Regions from separate parts of the Mus musculus genome. Here regions 1, 2 and 4 are each linked to region 3. Evidence: chromatin contacts called from public Hi-C and promoter capture Hi-C data. All regions are on one chromosome and are shown on one strand. The core of a region is the stretch at or near the end of the contact, and the rest is flanking DNA. Distances in the headings are between cores, read along the strand shown. Region 1 holds the start of Exd1 (exonuclease 3'-5' domain containing 1). Region 2 holds the start of Vps39 (VPS39 HOPS complex subunit). Region 3 holds the start of Ell3 (elongation factor RNA polymerase II-like 3). Region 4 holds the start of Tmem87a (transmembrane protein 87A).

The links. Promoter capture Hi-C pulls out the DNA fragments that hold promoters and counts their contacts. Hi-C and Micro-C count contacts between places; a contact is called where the count stands out from the background. Capture Hi-C pulls out chosen DNA fragments and counts their contacts.
Region 1: a promoter capture Hi-C map of liver shows a contact between it and region 3, with 4 times the contacts expected there. The contact joins the promoter of Exd1 here to the promoter of Ell3 in region 3. A contact is called at or near these places in 3 of 39 promoter capture datasets (liver and pre-B cells), 1 of 115 datasets of contacts at active chromatin or transcription factors (astrocytes) and 1 of 9 other capture datasets (adipose tissue).
Region 2: a Hi-C map of B cells shows a contact between it and region 3, with 5 read pairs. The contact joins the promoter of Vps39 here to the promoter of Ell3 in region 3. A contact is called at or near these places in 1 of 39 promoter capture datasets (liver), 1 of 484 Hi-C or Micro-C datasets (B cells), 1 of 115 datasets of contacts at active chromatin or transcription factors (astrocytes) and 1 of 9 other capture datasets (adipose tissue).
Region 4: a contact with region 3 is called in a promoter capture Hi-C map of liver, with 2.4 times the contacts expected there. The contact joins the promoter of Tmem87a here to the promoter of Ell3 in region 3. A contact is called at or near these places in 2 of 39 promoter capture datasets (the C10 cell line and liver), 1 of 484 Hi-C or Micro-C datasets (B cells), 2 of 115 datasets of contacts at active chromatin or transcription factors (astrocytes and embryonic stem cells) and 2 of 9 other capture datasets (adipose tissue and liver).

What each region holds. Positions count from the first base shown.
Region 1 is chr2:119,545,902-119,551,057 of GRCm38.p6, forward strand. Exd1 (exonuclease 3'-5' domain containing 1) reads right to left here and starts at 1,726. Exons shown (of 13, transcript NM_172857.2): 1 at 1,106-1,726; 2 at 888-981. Chp1 (calcineurin-like EF hand protein 1) reads left to right here and starts at 1,806. Exons shown (of 7, transcript NM_019769.3): 1 at 1,806-2,016. The coding sequence starts at 1,950.
Region 2 is chr2:120,351,885-120,357,074 of GRCm38.p6, forward strand. It overlaps Vps39 (VPS39 HOPS complex subunit), which reads right to left and starts at 1,253. Exons shown (of 25, transcript NM_178851.4): 1 at 1,031-1,253. The coding sequence starts at 1,103. It overlaps Tmem87a (transmembrane protein 87A), which reads right to left. Exons shown (of 20, transcript NM_001110496.1): 20 at 3,425-4,654. The coding sequence ends at 4,613.
Region 3 is chr2:121,439,175-121,444,566 of GRCm38.p6, forward strand. Ell3 (elongation factor RNA polymerase II-like 3) reads right to left here and starts at 3,427. Exons shown (of 11, transcript NM_145973.2): 1 at 3,222-3,427; 2 at 2,972-3,007; 3 at 2,537-2,649; 4 at 2,253-2,439; 5 at 2,088-2,167; 6 at 1,922-1,997; 7 at 1,060-1,252; 8 at 942-984; 9 at 674-845; 10 at 453-497; 11 at 1-375. The coding sequence starts at 3,353. The coding sequence ends at 265.
Region 4 is chr2:120,399,582-120,405,414 of GRCm38.p6, forward strand. Tmem87a (transmembrane protein 87A) reads right to left here and starts at 4,535. Exons shown (of 20, transcript NM_001110496.1): 1 at 4,324-4,535; 2 at 3,129-3,189. The coding sequence starts at 4,479. Ganc (glucosidase, alpha; neutral C) reads left to right here and starts at 4,315. Exons shown (of 24, transcript NM_172672.2): 1 at 4,315-5,478. The coding sequence starts at 5,450.

The sequences.
Region 1 (5,156 bases), core at 476-2,975, 1.9 Mb before region 3:
GTGTACTTACATATAATAAATAAATAAATCTTTAAAATAAATAAATAAAAATTAGGAAGGAAAAAAAGGTCAGGATGAAGAGATGAGCTTCCAGGCCAACTGAGAATGGGATTATGTATACATCTGACCTCAAGATTTCCATACCACAGTTATGATCTCAATGGGTAAGTTAACCAGGGATAATTAGGAAAACAACTGAGTCAGACTAGAAATTTAGTGGGCAGGGAGGCCTTGCAGGACTCAGCCCGAGTAACTTTGAAGCTAGTAGTCTAAGGTGAGTTGAGAAAGGTGCTACGATATCTAGGTAGTAAGCTGGTTCTAAACCAAGGAGTGAAGGGATCAGACTCGTGAAGCTACAGGAAAACTAAGGCTTCACTTGAGAGGGTGTACACTAACATGCAGCTTTCAGCTTTTTCATCAGCACAAACAAAATACCAGAAGAATAAAATGCACCTGGCTTTGATCCCAGCTCTTGGAAGGCAGAGGCAGGTGGATCTCTGTTAACTTAAAGACCAGCCTGATGTACATACTGAGTTCCAGATCAGCCAGGGCTACACAGAGAAACCCTGTCTCGAAAAACCAAAAAGAAAAAAAATTCGGATTTTTAAACCGTAAGCCAGCAGTTGTTAGGTGAAAGCAGGAAAGATGCAAGTTGAGCCCAGCCTAGGCAATATTGGGAAATCCTGTTTAAAGATTTGCCACTCATGGGAGAATTAGGAGTTTATGCTCAGGACAGCCTGAGCCTGTAAAACCCTTTCTAGAAGTGGAGAAATGATTCTCTTTTCCAGAAAAGCCCTGACTAGTCTTGGCCAGGCTTAAAAATCCTAATTTTTAAGACAAGAAAAAATCCAAATAAATAAACCGTGCTCGGTCACAATCTTTCTCACCTTCAGGGTCCTCTGTCCCCACAGCAAAGGAGTTTGAGAAATTCCGACCTTAATTCTAGTCAAATGGTGAGTTCCTTAAACTAACGAGGGACTACTGTTAAAAAAAAAAAAAATTCTGGGAGTTATCCCGGCACAGCTTTGACGCAAAAAAGTTCTCAACGCCAGCCACTGAAGCCGCAGAGCCGACCACGCCCTCGCCCTCCGGGTGAATTACTTGCCTCTTTCCGGAGGAGCCAATCAGCGCGCAGCCTCGAGCCCATTCCCAGCGCCCCCTGCGGCCGGGGTAGAGAGAGCAGAAAAGATGCTGCCAGGAGCCATGCAAACCCCAGGCGGCTCTCAGCGCCCCCTGCGGCCGGGGGGAGGAGCGCAGGAAAGATGCAGTCTCTAGGCGTGCTGGGCCACAGTGGCTGTGGACTCCCTATTCTTAGGACCAGGGGAGTGAGAGTGAGAGGAGAGGAGAGGAGAAAGGAGGGAGAAAAAGAGATAGAGAGATACAGAGAGATGGAGAGCGAGCAAGAAAGAGTGCACTGCACTACTCTGGGGATCCACCTTAGGGTTTTGTCCCTCGTTTCGTGGGTTTGGTTTCTCTCCTGAGTCTCCGTCACCTGTAGGGTGGGACTCCTGGTACCTGAGTCCTGTGAAAAACCTGCTGGCTACCCTAGTGAGTTTGCCTCTGGTTTGTTCGAACACAGTGGCGAGACCGCACTGCCCTTTTAAGTGCAGTCCCTAGCGCCACAGCGGTATCGCCGCTTTAAGTCCGGCGGCTGCCCTGGTTCCGCGGGGCGGGGCCTGCTTCCCTTCGGACTCCCGCAGCCTCCGGGCTGATTCATTCCGGGCTCGAGAGCCAAGCTTTGACGTTAGCGCCTGCGCAGGGCGCGGCCTCGCTCCCGATTGGCTGGTGTCGGGCCGCCCTCCCCCGCGCTCCACCCCTTGTTTCTCTCCCCGGGCCGCAAGAGAAACAGTGCCCTCTCCCTTCTTGACCCCTGGCCCTTCCCTCCCTCCTTCCCTTCTGCCGCTGCTGCTTCTGGCGCTGCCGCTCCCGGAGGAGCTCCCGTCACGGTGATGGGGTCTCGGGCCTCCACGTTATTGCGGGACGAAGAGCTCGAGGAGATCAAGAAGGAGACTGGCTGTGAGTTCGGGTTGGGGGTGGGAAGGCGGCCCGGCGCCTTCGGCTGGCCTCAGTACTGACAGCGGTCGTCGCTGAGGGCTTGATCTGGGGTGCGGTGACTTTGTTGGGATGGTCCCATGCAGCCTCCGGTGCTTTGGGTAACCGAAGGCTAGAATACCTGTACGTTCATCTGTAGCTTCTTGGAGCCGGGATGTGGTTCCTCCGGTGCTGTCTTGCTCAAAAGCCCGGAATCTCGAGCACAGACACCACCACTCCACTCTTGCCCGTGAAGGTCCGCGAATTTTCTTCCTTATGGTTCCTCCTACAGAAGCATCCTGAACAGTAGATAAAGTAGAAGCAAATCCAGGAAATGTGAATGGTTCCTGGAGAAAACGTTATACATCCTAATGAGGTTTCTGAGCAAGAGCTAAAACTACTAAAATCACACACAGGGAAAAACTCAACAAAGAAGATCATAGAGAAAGGCTTGTGACCAGGAACTGAAGACCTCTAAGCAATCAAGAGTCCAAAAACCCGAGTGAGGCTTTTAAATCTGAATCGTTGGAGAAAAGCCACGGGTATAGTGGTCAAGGTTTAAAGACACAGTGAAGACATTTGTCCTATTTTTATATATATTGATATCTGCTGTGTTGCTGTACTTTATGCAATTGATATTGAAATTGGATGTACTCCAAAATCTGTGAATTTGTACCAGAAACATACATACTCTAGTTTCTTCCTTGTTAACCTGAACAAAGGAGCAACAGGGCTTTGGGAATTGAGAAGCACAGAAAACACCTCCATACCTTTGAAAGGCCCTTGGTAGTGTATGATACAATTGTATGGCTACAATGCTTTCTCAGTGATCCTTTGCGGCTCTCTTTGATTTTCGTAAGCCATGTCTTCATGGTACCTGTCTTTGATGATAATGTGAGCAAATAACCCAGTGGCAGATCGTGCCAAGGAGTACAGGGAACTACGGAATTCTCCAGGAATGAGTCCTTGGGTAAATGACAAGTTGTTCTGGCTGTCTGACAAGTTAAACTTTCTAGAGTATTCAGGTTGAAAGAGATGTGGTCTAGCCCCACCCCCTGTCAGGTTGCTTTGCTTTTAATCCCTTACTAATATGTGGCCAATTTTGAGTGAATGACAGAGAATACTTAGCTTTTTATAGAGTTTGGCCAGTCACGCTTAAGGATTCCATGAGTAAAAATGCACACAGTTGGATTTAGCAAGCTTTTACCTCTGACCCTACTTGTAAATGTAATGACTTCTCTCTGATTATGTTTAAAGCCCAGAGTCACGTCATGGGGAAGTATAGTGAGTATGGAGCAAGCTATTGTTTTGTTTTCTTTTGTTTTTTGATACAAGATCTTACCTTGTAGCCCAGACTTGCTTAGAATTCACTACATAAACTGGGCCTGGTGGTGTCCATACCTTTAATCCCAACACTCCAAAGGGAGCAGAATTTGAGATCAGCCTGATCTACATAACAGGCTCCAAGATAGCTAGGGCTACAGAGGGAAACTCTGTCATGAAAAACAAAATACAACACAAAACAAGACAAACAGAAAAATTCACTACATAGCCCAGGCTGGTTTCAAACTCATGACAGTCCTCTTGCTTCAGCCCCCCCAAGTGCTGGGAATATAAGTATGAGCCACCATGCTTAATTGAGGAAAAGCTGTTTTCTTTTCAGAATGAATGGGACAGTGATGTCATTCCAATTTCATTAGTCCTGGGTGTAGGACTGAGTTGTTTTTCCTTGTGACTCATGGACAAACCTAAGTGATCATGTAAGAACTATTATCCTGGTTACCCAACAGTAACTCAAATATGACAAAGATACCCTAAATTCCCAGCAAAACCACTGTATATATTGATTGGGAAAACCTAATGAAACAAAAAGTGAGTTTTCCCAGTGCCTGTTTAATACTATGCTAGACATTGAGAGCAGATGGTAACAAGACACCCACAACCTGGCCAGGGAGATAAGCCAGAGACAAGTTGTGATTAGCATCAGGGCATAAGGAAGCTAAAAACGTACAGCATCCACCTTCAGAATTTAGGGAAGAGAGTCTATGAGCTGGCTTTGTAGGGTATAGGAATTGGGTTTTGATGCATGAATGGATTAATTTTTGATAAATTAACATAGAGTGTTTCGGTGGCTTTCAGCAACTGTTACACCCTACTTAGCTACAATGCCATTCCTCTACCTTAGGAATTGAGCCATCAGTGTATTTAAGTAGGACCCATCAAATCTCTAGGTAGCAGAGATTTGTTTCTTCTTCTCCTTCTCCTCCTTCTCCTCCTCCTCTTCTTCCTCCCCCTCCCCTTTCCCCTCTCCTCCCTTCCCTCCTCCTCCTCTTCCTCCTCTTTCCCCTCCCCCACCTCCTCTCCATCTTCCTTCCACCCGATTTCTTCTCCTCCTCTTCCTCCTTCTCCTTCTTTTTCCTTCTTCTTTTCTTCATCCTCCTTTTCTTCCTCCTCTTCTTTTTTTCTCCTCTTTTGATAAGCCCAGACTGACTTCAAATGAGATCCTATTACTTCAGCCTCAAAAGGACAGGGACTAAAGATGTGTGCAACACTCCTAAAATGCCTGTGATCCTAGTATTAGGGAGGCAGAGGCAGGCAGATTTCTTGAGTTCAAGGCCAGCCTGGTCTACAGAGCAAGTTCCAGGACAGCCAGGGCTACACATAGAAACATCTTTAAAAAAAAAACTGTGTGTGTGTGAGTGTGTACACACAAGGCCAATGGAGCTGCAATTTAATACTTAGCCACTAAATACTAGGAAAAGTAATTCTGAGTAAGAACACAACTTTCATCATATATAAAACAGAATTAGTAATAATAACTTACTTTTTAGACTTCTTACCCTGAGAAATGAAAAAAGGTCCTTAGCATGCTGCTGGTATTATTGTCATGTAGTTGCTAACCATTCTTTTTTTTTTTTTTTTTTTTTTAATTTCCAGGGGTTTTATTTTTTATTTTTTGATTTTTTTTTTTTTTTTTTTTTTTTGGTTTTTCGAGACAAGGTTTCTCTGTGTAGCCCTGGCTGTCCTGGAACTCACTTTGTAGACCAGGCTGGCCTTGAACTCAGAAATCCGCCTGCCTCTGCCTCCCGAGTGCTGGGAGTAAAGGCATGCGCCACCACGCCCGG
Region 2 (5,190 bases), core at 3-2,502, 1.1 Mb before region 3:
TTTCCTCCAGGAAATGAGGTTTTCTTGAGATGGCTGTAGGAAATTGGGTTCTATTCTCTCCCTAATTCAAAGGACTACATCAGTTTACATTGGAGGTACTATTTTACAGAGGCTAGGGGCTGCTCAAAGAAGAGCACAGGGAAAAAAAAAAAAAAAAGATGTGAATCCCTCTAAGGAGGCCACAAAGAACCTGCAAGGATGCCTGGGAAGCGCTAGCAACAGATGCTCGGCACACTGGTCACCATCAACATTTCCTTGTGGTCCATCGTGGTGCCTTCCTTAGGGTAAACTCTACGTACAGATTCTGAACTTTACCTTTGTATGGGCCCTTGATGTTTCTTGATATTTAGGGCATGGACATTAACAGAAAAGACTGAATTATTTTTACGTAGCCTGTTATGGGTAATAACGATGCATAGAAAAGCACTCGATGTAGCCTGAGAGCCAAGATTTACGTTCTTGAACTCCAGAAAACATGAAGGATGCTGACCTTGCTTTCTGCATTGGTCAATCCCAAGAAAAAGTATACAAGGTCGCATGGGTCAGGTTTCACAGCAATCTGTTATGATGCTCTTCCACTTCAGTCAGGTAACTTGGGCACCTCACGACATAAGGTAGTTATATGAGCTAACTACTAAAAGGAAAAATAAACTAAGTGAACACTAAATGCTCTGAAGCATACGGTGCTAACATTGTCTGTCACCTAGAACACACCGCAATCATTTAACAAGGTGAAGCACCTGGCAGGCTTTGCCCTTTTCACTCAAGACTTCTTGGGAACCGAAATGGGCCCCAACAGAGCACATTAATAATGTGAGCTCAGCCTCCAACTGCATAGCGCACAAGAGAGAGCGCGGAGCGTCCACAAATGGACTGTCCTTAGCAATCACGCAAGCCGCCCGGGGTCCAGTCACGTCCGCCCTCTCTGACAGCCTGCGTCCGCAGCCCACCCACAGGGTCAGACGCCTTGCCTCTCTATAGCTCGGCGTGAGGGGCCGCTGCCTCCCTGACCCGAGGCCCCGCGGCTCACCCCAGGCAGCCAGGCAGTCGATCTGCAGGGGAAGCTTTTCCAGGATCGGCACCGGCTCGAAAGCGTCATGCATGGCTGCGGGAGCTTCACCGCCACTGTCCCGCCCCTGCTGCTGGGAGGAGCCTGCCGTCCGAAAACAGGGAAGACTCGTATTCCACCAGGGACCCCTGCTACAGGGCCTTCAGCAACAACTCCATCCTCGCCGCCGGACTTCCTGTTGCCTTAAGCCCGCCCCTTCCGCAGCAGAAGCTCCGCCCCCAACCCGAGTTCACATCCATACCAGCTGCTCAGAGTCCCTTGGTGTTTGTGGTGGTAGAAGAGAAACTGATCTTTTTTTTTTTTTTTTTAAAGATTTATTTATTTGTTTTATTTATATGAGTACACTATAGCTGTCTTTAGACACACCAGAAGAGGGCATCAGACCCCATTACAGATGGTTGTGAGCCACCATGTGGTTGCTGGGAATTGAACTCAGGACCTTTGGAAGTGCAGTCAGTGCTCTTAACCACTGAACCATCTCGCCAGCCCGAGAAACTGATTTTAGGCAGTCAACTTAGTGAAGACCTCGCGATAAAGAGGAATTTAGCTCACTGGGCTGCGTGTCAGGAGAGATGGCAGCCTGACATCCCAGGACGCAGGAGGTTCAGAGTTATCTTCAGTACGTATCAAGTTTGAAGCCAGCCTAGGATACATGAGGCCCTGTCTCAAAAACCAGCCCTCCCAACCACGGAGGAAAAAGGAACTTCTGCCTTGGCGTCAGTCTTGGGTTGGAGATATACCACTTAGGAAATTTGGCTTTTCTTTTTCTTTGGAAATAGATTGTTGCAGGCCTTACTTTCATACTCTGCAAAACCTTCTTCAAAATAAGATTGCTTAGAATCGTGAACATCTGTCAAGTCTGACACACTCTAGCCAGTCAATAGATTGCTTCAGTACCATCATTACATTTCAGCTAATTCTTAGTTGTACCTTAGGTTTACATTGTTAAAGCTGTAGACCAGTGATTCTCTCCTAGTGCCTAGTCAAGCAAGTTTTGAAAAATTCAGGCTCAGACCTCATTCCAACTTTACTCAAACTTTGGAGAGTAGTATGAACTCAAGTAAGTTCATACACTTGAACAGGAAAGCCATTATAGGCTAATGTTCCTTAGCCCGGGCATAATCCCCTAGGGATTGCATACGGGACTGTTATGTGTGCACTGGAGGATGTTGGGAAGCAACCTCAGAATCTACCTGCAAGAGATGTTAGAGAAGCCCGCCCAAAGGTCAGATACATTAATGAAGATGCAATCTGGTAAGCACTTCTGGCGAGCCACTGTTACTGACCAATGTTTCAGGTCAGAGGTCAGATAGATGTCTTCCTCAGCTGTTTTCCACATTATGAGAAATGGCCTGTGTTTTTGTTTGCTCGTTTCTGAGACATATCCACCCCTTTTACAACTAGCCAGCCTAGCTCACTGGCAAGCCAGTAAGCTCCAGGGACCCACCTGTCTCTAGTCTCAGTGTTAAGGGCACTAGCTTTGTCACATGGATGACACGGATCCAAACGAACCCGGATCCTCATGCTGTGTGGCAAACACTTTACAGAGTCATTGTCCTGGCCTCCAGGCCACTGCACCTGGAGACATTACTAAAACATCCGTTTGATTCAATCAATCCAGAATGGGATCAACTGATCAAATGTTTCAGGCCACTGCACCTGGAGACATTACTAAAACATCCGTTTGACTCAATCAATCCAGAATGGGATCAACTGATCAAATGTTTCTTATAAGACTTGCCTTGGTCATGGTGTCTGTTCACAACAGTAAAACCTTAAGACAATACCTTATTTCCTATTATTGTTCTTTAAGGGTTCTACCTAAGGTAGATTTCAAAAAGCCACCACAGCAAAAAGCTGTAGAGAAATGTTCCCTAAATGCTATTAACATTTTACTATGATGTGCTGGTTAGCTTTTTGTCAACATGATATAAGCTAGAGTTACTTAGGAAATTCAGTTAAAAGGAATGTCTCCATCAGATTAGCCTGTAGGCAATTCTGTGGGGGCATTTTCTTGATTAATAATTGATATGGGAAAGCCCAGCCTACTGGCACTCCTGGGAAGGTTGCTCTGGGTTGTATTTTAAAAAATAAATAAATAAAAATAAAATGGGCTGGAGAGATGGCTCAGAGGTTAAGAGCACTGACTGCTCTTCCAGAGGTCCTGAGTTCAGTTCCCAGCAACCACATGGTGGCTCACAGCCATCTATAATGAGATCTGGTGCCCTCCTCTGGTGTGTCATATGTTTCAACAGAAAATAAGATAATCTGTAGTAAAAGTCATGGAAAGAAAGTCTCTACTAGGGTCTGAAAGAAGGGTGTGAAGGGAAAATTTGAAATAAATGAGAGAGACACTAGTTTTGTTAAAATTTTTATATTAAAAAGTGGCATGAACTTTTCATGTAGAACAAAAATTTAGGGAAGGCAAAACTGGATAAAACGATCAAAACTGAAATACAGTGCTTCAAGTGAACCCATCCCTGGTGATGTTATAGGCCGTCTCCAAGCCAACATCAGAAACTAGAACCCTCAATCTGTAAAAAAAAAAAAAAAAAAAAAAAAAAAAAAAAAAAAAGCAGCAGCAGCAGTCTAGGGCCTCCATACCACTTCATGCAAGAATACCTGCTTGTAAAGCAACGGGACCTGTCCCCTCTCTGTAAGCTCCCCTTCTGAAGCATGATAATCCCTCTTGCAGGGCGAATAATCACAGCACGTACACAGAGTGCCTCTTGGCATCTGGTGTAATCCCAAAGAATGGCATGAAGGGAAACCAAGCATGGCCTGTGACTGCAATGCTGCCCTTGGAGGCTGACTAAATGGTACTTAAAAGTTTTGGAGTGTGCACCACATTGCCAGCAATGGGATGTGTCATAATATCAGATGTCAGAAGAGTTAGTATTTCTCTTTAAAGCACATCTGAAATAGAAAAATCTTTAATATACACCATTTGTAAACAAAATTGCACTTGATTTTGAATCACATGTAAGTTTCTCTCGCTTTCTGCCCACCCCATTCCCTCTTGGTCACTGATAGATCTATAGTTCCTTAACTCAAAAGGGCCTATTCCCCACAAACTACTTCTGCAAGATGTAATCTTGACTTCTCAGGAAACTCAAAAATAAATGATAATTTCTCCCATTACCAACTTCCTAAATAAATAAAATCACAGGCAGTTGCTCCTAGAGATGACAAATTATGGTGTAAATGACACAGTCCTTTCATAAACTTTAAACTTCCTAGTTTGACAGATTAAACAATGGAATAGAAAGTTCAGGGACAACATGTAGCTTGCAAAAACAGCTGTTGATGGGGTTGGGAGGGAAAGGGTGTCGATGATGTAAAGAAGCCGGTAGGTTTTTCTCATCCCGTGGATATGTTTCAGTAAGCTGCTCTCCTTGGCTGACACCTCTCCCCAGCTCCCATGCACAGAGATCAGGAACAGATGTCATTGCCTCCTTTAATCCCACGGAGCAGTGCAGAAGACTGACACGCAAGCTGTCTCTTCCCTGATACAAGCCATCTTCTATGGCAGTTTCCCATTATTTACTCCATCTTTGACCTTTCAAAGTGTGTGATCATTCGTTCCTAAGGAGGAAAAGATTTATTTTAAGTACATAACTTAAAAAGGTCTAAATTCCAAAAAAATTCTATATAAATGGCTCAAACAATTCTTTTTCACAAATACCTTTCTATGTTAAATGTTTATAACAGTATATCTATGGTAATTCTAAAACATTACAGGCCCCATCTGAGGTTAAATGACTCAACTACATCTCAGAAGGAAATTCAACATGCTTACAGGCTTTTAGTGTACAATACTGTTACATGCAAGCACAGTGCTGTACCGTAGATCTGTGAAAATCTTATTTTAACTGAACTCTGGTGTATGAGTCTGGCTGTGTACCTTCTGGCCTCAGGTACCAGACATAAACATGATGTACTTACATATGTGCAGAAAAGTGCTTATACAAAAATAAAAAGGTGCAATAGTAACCAACTCAGGGGCATACTGCCCAGCTAGTCAGAAATATCATGCTGCGATGAGATTCAATGAGAAAAATTGTTTAAAAAATATGATAAGACACACAGAGGAAGACAACAAAATAGATCCGCTGGCCTCT
Region 3 (5,392 bases), core at 2,177-4,676:
GGAAATGTCACTTTTCAGGATCTAGAAATGACTTAGCTAAAGTAAAGTTGAAGAAGCCAAGCACCTCCTACTTTCCTAGTCTCCTGGCACAGCTGAGGAGATGATACCATGCCCACACCCTAAAAAAAATTATGGCAACATCAAAAATCAAACTGCAAGAACCTAGGATGGCTCTCTACTTGGTCACTGTGGATGTAAGGGACAAAATCAGAAAAGCAGCTGTTGTGTTCATCACCGGGGAAGATCCGAGCCCTCTGGACAGTCTCAGCTGCCCCTGTTCTTCTCCTCAAATTCCAGGATGAGACCTTTAATGTGGGACAGTTTCTGATGCAGGTACTCACAGCGATGCTTCTCCTCCCTGTAACTTGGATACCGCTGCAGAGAAAAAGCACCCTTGTCAAAAAGTAAAGCGGCTTCTACCTTAATACTACTGTGCTCACAGCCTGTCTTACCTTTCTGAACTTTTTATACTCCTGGACTATCTTGTCTTCCAGCACCTGAAACACAGTAACACAAAACTGAAGGGAAGGGCAAAGAGGACAGAGTAAGGAATGGGAGTGACTTCTGTTTTCATTCTACCAAATGTTACAACAGGTTTGCTTGTTCCTTTGCTTAGTCACATTACATGTTTAGGGGTAATTAGCAGGATGATGATGGCCAATCCTGCCTTTACCTTGTGTTCTGGAGTTCCTCGCTGAAGTCTCTTGATCTCTGCCCCCAGCTCTGTGAACCTCTGGCTTGCAGCCCCAACTCGAGCATGCAGAATGCGGTACTCAGCATAGTCGGTCTCAAAGTCCTGCTCATAGGCCTGTTGCTGCTCTGTGCTGTGGATGGCTCTGTATTGCCTGCCAGGGGTGTGACACCTTCAATTTCATTGTCCCTAAAAGCACTTGGCTGCTTACAAGTACAGACTATGAAATTGAAAGTGTGGGGAAACTCACAGGAGATAATCTGGTACCTCCTCAGGGCTTGGGGATTCAGAGGCTAGGAAGGAAGCAAGAAAACAAGTAATTCTTGGTCCTTTTTCCATGAGTATTTACCCTCCTCTCATCAGTTCACCTGATGGAGCTGAGAGGCTCTGCTCAAGCCTGGAATCTCCATCTTCATCTCCCTCTTCATCTTCATCTTGGCCCCAGTCTTCTCCCTCTTGTGAGTCCTGATTTGCTAGCCCTTGTAGTGGACTTGAGGCTAGAGGCAGAGCTCTGAGCCTCTTTTCCTCTGGTTCTTCAGTGGTTATAGGTGCTGAACGTTTCTGTTGGGGGAAAAAATATGTATAACAAACAACAAGCTAGAAGGTTCTTTGGTCAAAAACTGCTATCCCATCAGCTCCTAGGTTTAAGACTTAGCCTAATTTTTAAAGAGTATTCTTTTGTATGTGCTGGTATGCACACATGTGGAAGACACGGGGTATCCTCCATTGTTCTCTGCCTTACTCTTTTAAGGTCTCTCACTAAACTGAAAGCTGGTTTTCCTAGGCTGGCTGGGTCCTAGGTACATAGGTGCTGGGATTCAGACTAAGTTCAAACCTTATGCTTGCACTCACTTGATAAGTCATCTCTCCAGCCTTTTTGTTTGTTTTGTTTTGTTTGAGACCAGTCCTTAGGTAGGTAGTCCAGGCAGGCTGGCCTCATACTCATGCTGTGCAGCAGAGCATAGCCCTATCCTCCTATCTCTGGAGACCTTCAGATTATAAGCATGGGCCAGATTTTATGCTGTATCAGTACTGTGTCAACCCAAGATTCACCCTGCCTTTTAAACTACTCTTTGAACAGCTCTTGCCTCTCTGGACATCTCAGCACTCAGAAAGCAGGGACAGGTGAAAGGAGTTTGAGGCCAGTCAGTGCTACATAAGGAGCTCCCAGGCATGCCAGGATTACACAGTGAGAACCGACTCCAAAAAGAGACTAAAGTCCTTGCTTACCTTGTCCAGGCGTTTCTGGCTAGCAGGGGAAAGCAGGGACTGATCAGGCTCTCTGCTTGGAAGATAAGTGTGGTTCCTAGGATTTTTGGAAGGAATGGGAGAGGCCAAGGTGAGAGCTTATTAAAGAAATGTAAGGGTAGAGAGGAGACCCAGCCTGTCTCAGTACCTCATTTCCCATTGTGCCATGGGCTCACTGGAGGATCCTGGGAGTGACTGTTCATGGTGGCTTGCCAGTGGGTCAGACACCTGTCAGGGGAAGTTATAGGAAAACTTGGCTCCCTGGACCTGGGTGTCCCACCTTATGATGACTACCTGCTGTTTCTAGTCTCACCTCATCTGGTGCCAGCTGGGGATGGCCTTCAGGTTCGTCTCCAGTGTCCTGCCAGCTCTCAGACTCTCTGGTACCTTCAGTCAGGTGTTCCTGAGCTAACAGTGGAGCTGGGATAGTATCCATGGCTGCCCAAATAGTGAGTCGCTCTCTAAGGGAGCCCAGGCAGTGGAGACAGTTCGGCCCAGATCTTGAAAGAAGAGTGGGAAAGACAATAGAAAAATGAGTTGGAGATCTTCTGAACACTTCTTCCCATTTCCTGCAAACTTCTCTTACCTTGTCCTTACCTGCCTAAGCGTTGGTACACAAGGTCCAAGCCACCATTAGTGCCCTCTTGGCCACACTGGGATACTATGAAGGAGAAAAGGCAGGACCATCCCGGGCCTGGAAACCTTAGGTACTGGGGTAGGGAATGGTAAACCCAGTTAAGCCGGCCCCTCTTCCTCCTGTCCATGCCACTCCTCCCCAAACAATTCTAAGACTGAAGACAAATCCCCAAGGGGCTCGTTAGCACACCAGGTGCAGCTGGTTCAGAGTTCCCCCAAGAGGCTGAGACTGCACAGTCTCCTGGGACCACAGCCCCACATCTTCATAGGGTTTAGTTCTCATAACTTGCTCAGACTGTGACCTCTGGCAAGCTCCGGCCCAGAGCTCACCTTCCTGGAGCCCACGCTTACGCTCTCTCACCCCCAACCTCCCTCGCACATCCGGCCAGCACTTACCCCTCGGTGGCCTTGGAAAGCGATCACTGGCCGTACCTGCAGGAAGAGCCCAAACACCAGCTGAACACAAAGGAAGCAAAGTCCCCAGGATCGAGGAGGCTGGGGACACCTGCCTGGCCGGCTTCACTTGGAGGCGGGGGGACTGGAATCTGAAAACCCGCACAACCCCAAGTCCCTTCTCCAGCATAGCCTTGGGAGGCCAAGGTCTGGTTGGCCGGGAAGGGAAGAAGGGGCCGGGGGCCAGTCTCACCTGTTGCTGCTGACACTCTTGCAATGCCCGCAGCGCCGCCTCGTTGAGCCTTAGCATCAGGAGGCTGGTCCGAGCAGCGGGGGTGAAGAGGAGCCGCATTTTCCCACTCAGAGCTTCCTGGGTCCCCTCCATGGTGCCAAAGTCGCGCACATGCAGAACCGGGACCACAGGTGAGGGCCACCTCTGCTGTGCAAGCCTAGGCTGGCACTCCCGCCCTCCGGGTCTGTCCCGCCCTCCACCATGACCCCACCCCCGGCACCGCCCCAAAGTTTCCCTGGCCTTGTGGGCGGTACCTCACTCACCTCAGCTGCTGGCCAGAACCCAAGCGGTTTCTTCTTGATTTGGCTTGGGCAGTATTGGACACTATGAGGAGCATTCCAGGTCTAATGAGAAAGGATCTGCTTCGAGGGTCTGACCTGTCACCCAGGATGTCTTGTTCTGCCTCAGTTTTCCCAGTTTCCCCATTCTGGATTCAAAATCGTTGTCTTTAAGTAAAAGCTGAACCTGAAACCACTTGAGGGTTTCAGTCTCACAGGGGAGGGAATCGAGACTGGTTGATAGTCGGATTGAGTCATTTATGCCTCCGAGGCCCCGAAGTACCTAAGGGACCAGAGGATGGCAGACCCCAAGAGGGACCAGTGCAATCCTTTTTCTTTTTCCGCCCGAGTTGCTGCGTCTGCTGAGGCGGATCCCAATTTGGTTTCTAAAAGGGACTTGATGAGGCTGTAAGGCCAGGTGGGTGGGTGCCTCGCAGATTTGGAAGTCTGGCTATCTGGGACTGGAGCCAAGCCTATCGGTGGATGGGGGTGTGGGGCGGGCGTAGTTGTGGCAATAAATAAATAAATAAAATAATAAATCAGAGAGCAGAAAGCCGTAACTCACTCCCAGGTGTTACTATGTAGCCTAATAAACATAAGAGAAAGTGGCGAAACCACAGCTGGCTCCTTTAAAGGCACTCTCCCCTCCTCTTTGAGTCTTTTGTTTTTTCTTTTAGACAGGGTTTCATTCACTATGTAGATCACTCTTGCTGAACTCACTAGCAATTCTCCTGCCTATATTTCCCAAATGCTAGGATTACATGTGTTAGCCTCTACTCTTGACTAAAAGGTGCCTGCAAGTTTCCCAGCAGGGCTACAGATCCTATGGTTTTGAGACCCCCACCCCCACCCCACCCCACCCCACCCCCGACAAATCTCAGGCCAGTGTTTCCTGTCTTTATTTATTTGTGTTTGGTTATGTCTCTCAGACTCTCTTATCTCCTTTTTTCCTAACTGGGATCGAATAACTGGGATATATATTTTATATTAGTGTGTGTGTGTGTGTGTGTGTGTGTGTGTGTGTGTGTGTGTAATTCCAAGTGATTTTAATGCTGTTCATCTCAAAACAAATAATTTGTCTAAACCCATTGAACAATGCACTCAGAACATGTACAATATGTGTATAAGAACAATACACTCCTATATGCAGGGAAATATTCGCAGTAATGCTGATTTTTGTTTGTTTGTTTGTTGTTGTTGTTTTTCGAGACAGGGTTTCTCTGTATAGCCCTGGCTGTCCTGGAACTCACTTTGTAGACCAGGCTGGCCTTGAACTCAGAAATCCGCCTGCCTCTGCCTCCCGAGTGCTGGGATTAAAGGCATGCGCCACCACGGCCAGGCTTACTGACTTTAAAATCTTGGCAACAAGTTGCCAACAGCAACCACAGATACATTTACCTACCTATTGAGCCATTCCATTTCTGTGGAGGACAGTTTATTAACTTTATAAATAGTGGTAGCCCTCTATTTTTCTTTCTTCTTCCTTTCCTTTTCTTCTTTTCTTCTCTTTCTTCTTCATTTTAGAGTCAGGGAGCTCACTCTGTAGAACAGGCTGGCCTCAAACTCAAGGATCTGCCTGTCTCTGCCTCTCAAAAGCTGGAATTAAAGGCTTGGGTTGCCACACCTGGTTTAGCGGGTGTAATTCATAAAGATGATGGCCTGGGCTTTCTTTTCATAGATGTTAGCTGGGACCTTTTGTAGGACTTTCCTGAATTTAAACTTAAAGGAGAGACTAGGGCCTGGGGATCAAGCTTGTGGGTAGAATGCTTGTCTGGCATGCACAGGATGCTGGGAAAGCCTCAGTGGTGTGTATTAGTAGGATGGCTTGTGCCCAGTAGTTCAAAGTGATAACCT
Region 4 (5,833 bases), core at 3,285-5,784, 1.0 Mb before region 3:
AGTTTTTGCAGAGCTCTACTAGAATATGCAAAATTCTGACCATCTGATAACTTATGGAAAAGATATCAAGGAAATTATAATTTGGCTAGTAACGGGAGAACATAAAAAGATAGGGATGAGCCAGGCAGTGGTGGCACACACCTTTAATCCCAGCACTTGAGAGGCAGAGGCAGGCGGATTTCTGAGTTCAAGGCCAGCCTGGTCTACAAAGTGAGTGCCAGGACAGCTAGGACTATACAGAGAAACCCTGTCTAAAAAAACAAGCAAACAAACAAACAAACAAACAAAAAAGATAGGGATTGCTTGTTTAAAGTCCAAAAACAGGGCCAGCAAAATGGGGTCAGGGAATAAGTCTAAAGAGCTGAGTTTTATCCCAGGATGCGATAAAACACGGTAGAAGACAACAGACTCTAGCAAGTGGCTTCTAACTTCCACACATACACCATGCAATGCCTTCATTCACAAGGATACAGAAAGTAAGTGGATGGATGGATAGATAGATAGATAGATAGATAGATAGATGGATGGATGGATGGATGGATTTTTTTACGTCTTTAAAAAAAGATATACTGGGGGCTGGCAATATGGCTCAGTGGGTAAGAGCACTGAGTGCTCCTCCAAAGGTTCTGAGTTCAAATCCCAGCAACCACATGGTGGCTAACAACCACCCATTAATGAGATCTGACGCCCTCTTCTGGTGTGTCTGAAGTCAGCTACAGTGTACTTATGTATAATAGTAAATAAATCTTTAAAATAACAACAAAAAAAGATATGCTGGGAATTTTGTTTCAAACATAAAGTAAGGTAAGTATTAAAGGACAGATAAGACAATATTTAGAACTTTGAACTATAAGGCTTGAGAGACCAAGAACATGGTCCTACCTAAGCTATGGAAGGCATACACCATAAGCATAAAGTATAAAATCAAAGAAACTATGGAGATAACAAAGAAAAACTAAAAACAAGATTTAAAGAGCCTTGGATCTTTCAAAAAAAAATGTACACATTTTAAAATATGCAGATTGTTAAACTTGGTGAAATACCATGCGGTCAAAAACAAACTAGAAAAAGACAAATTAGAAAAAGACAAACTAGAAAAGACATAGAGGAGTACAACACAAATCTTCAAGCTGTGCTAAGCAACTCCATGCTTCCACTCCTCACAGCTATGAGTAACAGCCAGAAAACCAACCTCACAAGACAAGAGTAAACTGGTTCAAATCAACTTAAGTCATTAGGAGACATTTTCACAGATGTGGTATTATCCCAAGTGTTTTTCTGTGGCTGGAAAAAACATCCTGACAAAAAATAACTTGGGAAAGAAAGGGTTTATTTTAGTATAAAGTCATTGGAGTGAAGTCAAGGCAGCAGGAACTCGAGGCAGCTAATCACATCACATCCACACCCAAATCACGGAGGGAGAATTAATGCATGCATTCATGCTGTTCAACTCAGATTTCTCCTACACAATTCAGGACCCAAACCCTGCTTACATTTCGATTGGAACTTCCCCCACTGATTAACATAATCAACACAATCCCACACACACACCCACTGACCAACCAGATCTAGACAACCCCTCATTGAGATTCTTTTCCCAAGTTACTCTGAGTTGTGCTGTTGACAATTAAAACTAAGGATCACGAGTATATTCTTCACAGGAATTTTACCTGCTCCTTTCACTCCCACTGGAGTGGAAGCCCAGTGACAGAAGAGAGTTTTTCTACCACTTCTCTGGTACCTATAAGTACTCAGCACACAAAAGTTATTTTACAACCACTTATTAAACTAAAGAATACAATCACCCAATTTAATTGCATTTTCAAGGTAAAGGCATGCTCAAAACAAAACAAAACACATGAACCAAGATTTAGTAGTTCATGTCTAATAATCCTAGCACTTGAGAAACTGAACCTAAGGCTGGCCTTGGGCTACATAGTAAGAACCTATTTCAAAAACCAGAGAAGCCTGGTAGACCGTGGTGGTGCACCACCTTTAATCCCAGCACTTGCAGGGGCAAAGATAGATGGATCTCGGTGAGTTCCAGGCTAGCCTGGTGTACAGAGTGAATTCCAAGACAGTCACAAAGCTACAGAGAAAAACTCTGTCTCCAAACAAACAAACAAAGTCACATGACAGTGATGATCTAGAATACTATCCCCATCTCAAAAACAGAGCACAGTTTGGCTTCAGATCTTTTGTTTCTCTCACTAGAAAAACTGGCTTTCTTCTATACAGTCCCTATTTCCTGGTAATATCCTTGAACTCAATGTTCCTTGAAGTGTTAAACACTCCCTTGGTAAACATACTGAGTATCTTAGTCAATGGTCTCACAATCTTGGGCCATGTTTTCAGTAAATAGCTAACAAGCACACAAGCACAAAATCTTGTCCTGACTCAGAACAGATCTAAAAATGATGTAAGCACTCTACAAACAAAATTAAATATAATTCAACTTAACTATGATTAAAAATATAATTTATGTACATAAATATACATACACACTGTATAACATACAGCCAATATGAATTCAATAAAGTATACATTAAGTATGTAATACAAATATATAATATAAGCTACATATAATAGTGTATCTATACATAACAGCAAACTGAAAAACAATAAGACAATAAAAATTCATATAAGTACTCAGAATATTGCTCACAGATAGGACTTATAAATTAAATATTTTTATCTAAACAGTGCCAGGTTATTAAAGTTCTGGACTTAAAAATACATTAAGGGGCTAGGGAGATGGCTTTGTTGGTAAGATGCCTGCCTGTCACAGCAAGCATCAGCACCTGAGTTCAGATTCCTAGCATCCATGTAAAAATCCATGCCTGTAATTCCAGTGCCAAAGAAGCGGGCAAGAAGATCCCTGAGGCTGGCTGGTCAGCCAGTCTAGCCAAACCTCAAGCTCCAAGTTCAAGGAGAGAGTCCTTGTCTCAAAAAACAGGGCTGACAGCAACTGAGGAAGACACAAGTAACTGACCTCTGACCTTCACACACATGCATACATGTTCCTACATGCACACAAATGCGCGCGCGCACACAGAAGCAAACTAGGGTAGAGAATAATTTTCTAAGTTTAAAAGATCCGAATAACTCAATGAAGTTTAGAAACTCACATTTCAGTAAGATGGTAGTATTTCTGAAAAGAATCTTTCCAAAATTAAAATAACCTTTCCCCTGAAAAGATAAAGGGAAGATAATTAACATCAGGGCATTTCGATTTTCAAGGCAGAATATGAATACCTACATTTATAAAATATTCAAAATTTTCTTAATCAAAAAGACAGTAACAACATTTTCTTTAGTGAAAGTCAGTCATATCCTAACTATTGGCTCTTGCCGCTCCCTACAGGCCACAGAGCAGGGACTCTTGAGTGGGAGGCTGCTACAAATTTCAACCTAACTTCAAAGTGGCTTGAGCTGGACAGTTCCTTTTTTACTCACGAATCATCCCTCAGAACAACCGACTTTTGAATAAACTTTCAGCAGTTTTACTTTTACATGTAAAAGGACTTAACTATTAATCATTTCAGTAACAAACAGAAAACTACAACTCAAAGCCCAAAACCCTTTACCAACATGAATACAACCTGTAATATTTGCCATATAAATGTACAGTGAACAGGACAAAAAAAAAAAAAAGGCAAAAAGGTCAACGAAATGGCTAATGGTTTTTAAAGCAGTTCTCACCAAAATCTGGTTTTTCTGGTTCAAAGTACTGTACTAAGTCAAACGAGATTCTAAAATGGGTCGACTTATCAGTTAACTATCCAAACAAAAGACTATCCTTACTACACAACATTTTAGAATTGTTTCGTTTTGGCTATTCCCATGTTAAAATGCATTTTTGAATCTCCAAGTCCCCTAATCACAAAAGACGTTTCCAAGTTTAAACCAAATCAAAACCCTTCATCCGTAGGACTATTTTTACAAACACACACACACGAGTTAAAAATAAAGACTTCTATTCACATCTCCCTTTCATCCAGCCCTAGTACTGGATTTTGTAACATTCTAGCTGAAAGAGAAACTACTATCTCTCCCTGTGTATTAAGTTTCTCTCCTGTTCCATGCTTAAAGTTCTGTTACTTTCCCGGTAAGAACACGCTTGGCCCCTGACACTCCTCGCCTACAGCAAATAGCTCAGCTCTCAGCTCAGGGCAGGTGGGATCCCGTCGGCAGCTACACGGACGCTCTGGGTATTCCACTCACTTTGGGAACCCGACTTTCCAGAAATCTTCCTGGACCCCTTGGGCCACCGTAGCCCCACCTCTTACCCCCTTCAGGCTCAGTAGCGACCCCAACACTCACCGACGGCATCGGAATGTGCCACTTCGATCTATCTGCAGCAAACACGGGTGCCGGACCTGCACCAAGAAACGATAATGGGAACGGCTGCGCCCCTAAAAGAAGAAAAATAACAGGAGACACCTGAAGCCACGCAGCCACCGCCATCTTCACAGCCATGAAGCGCCTACCCAAAGTATTGAGCCTTCTTCCGGCTAGGTAGTTCCGCCTTCTTCCGGCTCGTCCCACCCTCTTCCGGCGCTACTTTGTGGGCGGGATTATCCGGGTCCTTGAAACTGTGCTTCTTCCCACAGACGCTCAGAGCGCCCCAGAAACTTTGAGTCTACTGCGCAGGCGTCCTCCTGTTTCCCTGCGATCGTGGCCTGGAGGTGAACTAGCAGAGTTTTGAGGTCTAGTGCTTCCCTCTGTTCTTCCAGCCCTTAAAGGAACTCAGTGCAGCGGCCAAGGCTTTGCTTTTCCTGCTTCTTCCCGCCCCTCATCCTTTCCAAGTCAAGGTCAGGCGCAGGCCAGACGTCTGTAGAAGCGCGCACACTGGATGCATGATTGACATCAAGTACTGAGTTCTCTGGCTGTCGAGCTGTGGCAACAGAGCCTGGAATGTGACGGGGCTGAAGTAGAAACGATTCATTAGCTCCAAAGTCCCTTTTGACCCTGAAAGACTGTGGGGCAGCTGCAGCATAGTTTGACAGGCGACATCAGCGTCCAGCAGTGATCCAGACTGTACTCCCCATTCGAAACTAAAAGTGAGGAGAGATCAGGTCAGCTTTCGGTATTGTAGAGTGACAGCCACTAAGACTGACCCTTATTGGTGGTGCTTCCTGTTTCTCACACTCTTAGATTTTAACCTCTAGGGCAGCGAGCACATCTCCGCCAATAAAAGCAAAGTTCATCAGCCACTCTCAACCTAGAAATATTTACCAAGTACTTTATCCCTGTAAAGACGCTGGTTTACGCTTGAGATAATACCAGATGAAAAAAAATTAAGATTGGCTTCTGCCCGAAGGGGACTCTTGACTGTGATGAAGTACGGGTTATAATTTAGCAAGCCTGCTTGTCACCGTTTTTTTAAAGATCGCCTGAGACTGTGGCCTGAGAGTTAGGAGTCAGGCAGAGTTAACATCCTTGTGCCATGGAAGCAGCTGAGAAAGAGGAAATCAGGTAAAGGGCAATTGCTCCCCCCAAGAACGGACTCCAAAAACAACCTTCTAGCTTTGATGGCTTCACTTAGGTTTTAAAGCACTTCCTTGAATGCTTGCTATTTGCTTCATCGTTCTTTATTGGTTCTGCGGGGATTTGGGTAATGTTAATAGCTAACCTCTCATAAAGTACTTTCAGGAGGATTAGATAAGTTTAACAGTGGAAAGGTTGCCTTCCAAACTCTTAAATGGATTTTTGAGCGGGCTGCCCCTCCCCAAGGCTCATTCAACTGGAAACGGAAGACAGCAAGGTCTCCTCATGTTTGCACACTGGATTAAAATAAACGGTGCCAAACCAGAGTTTAATGAGGGTATTT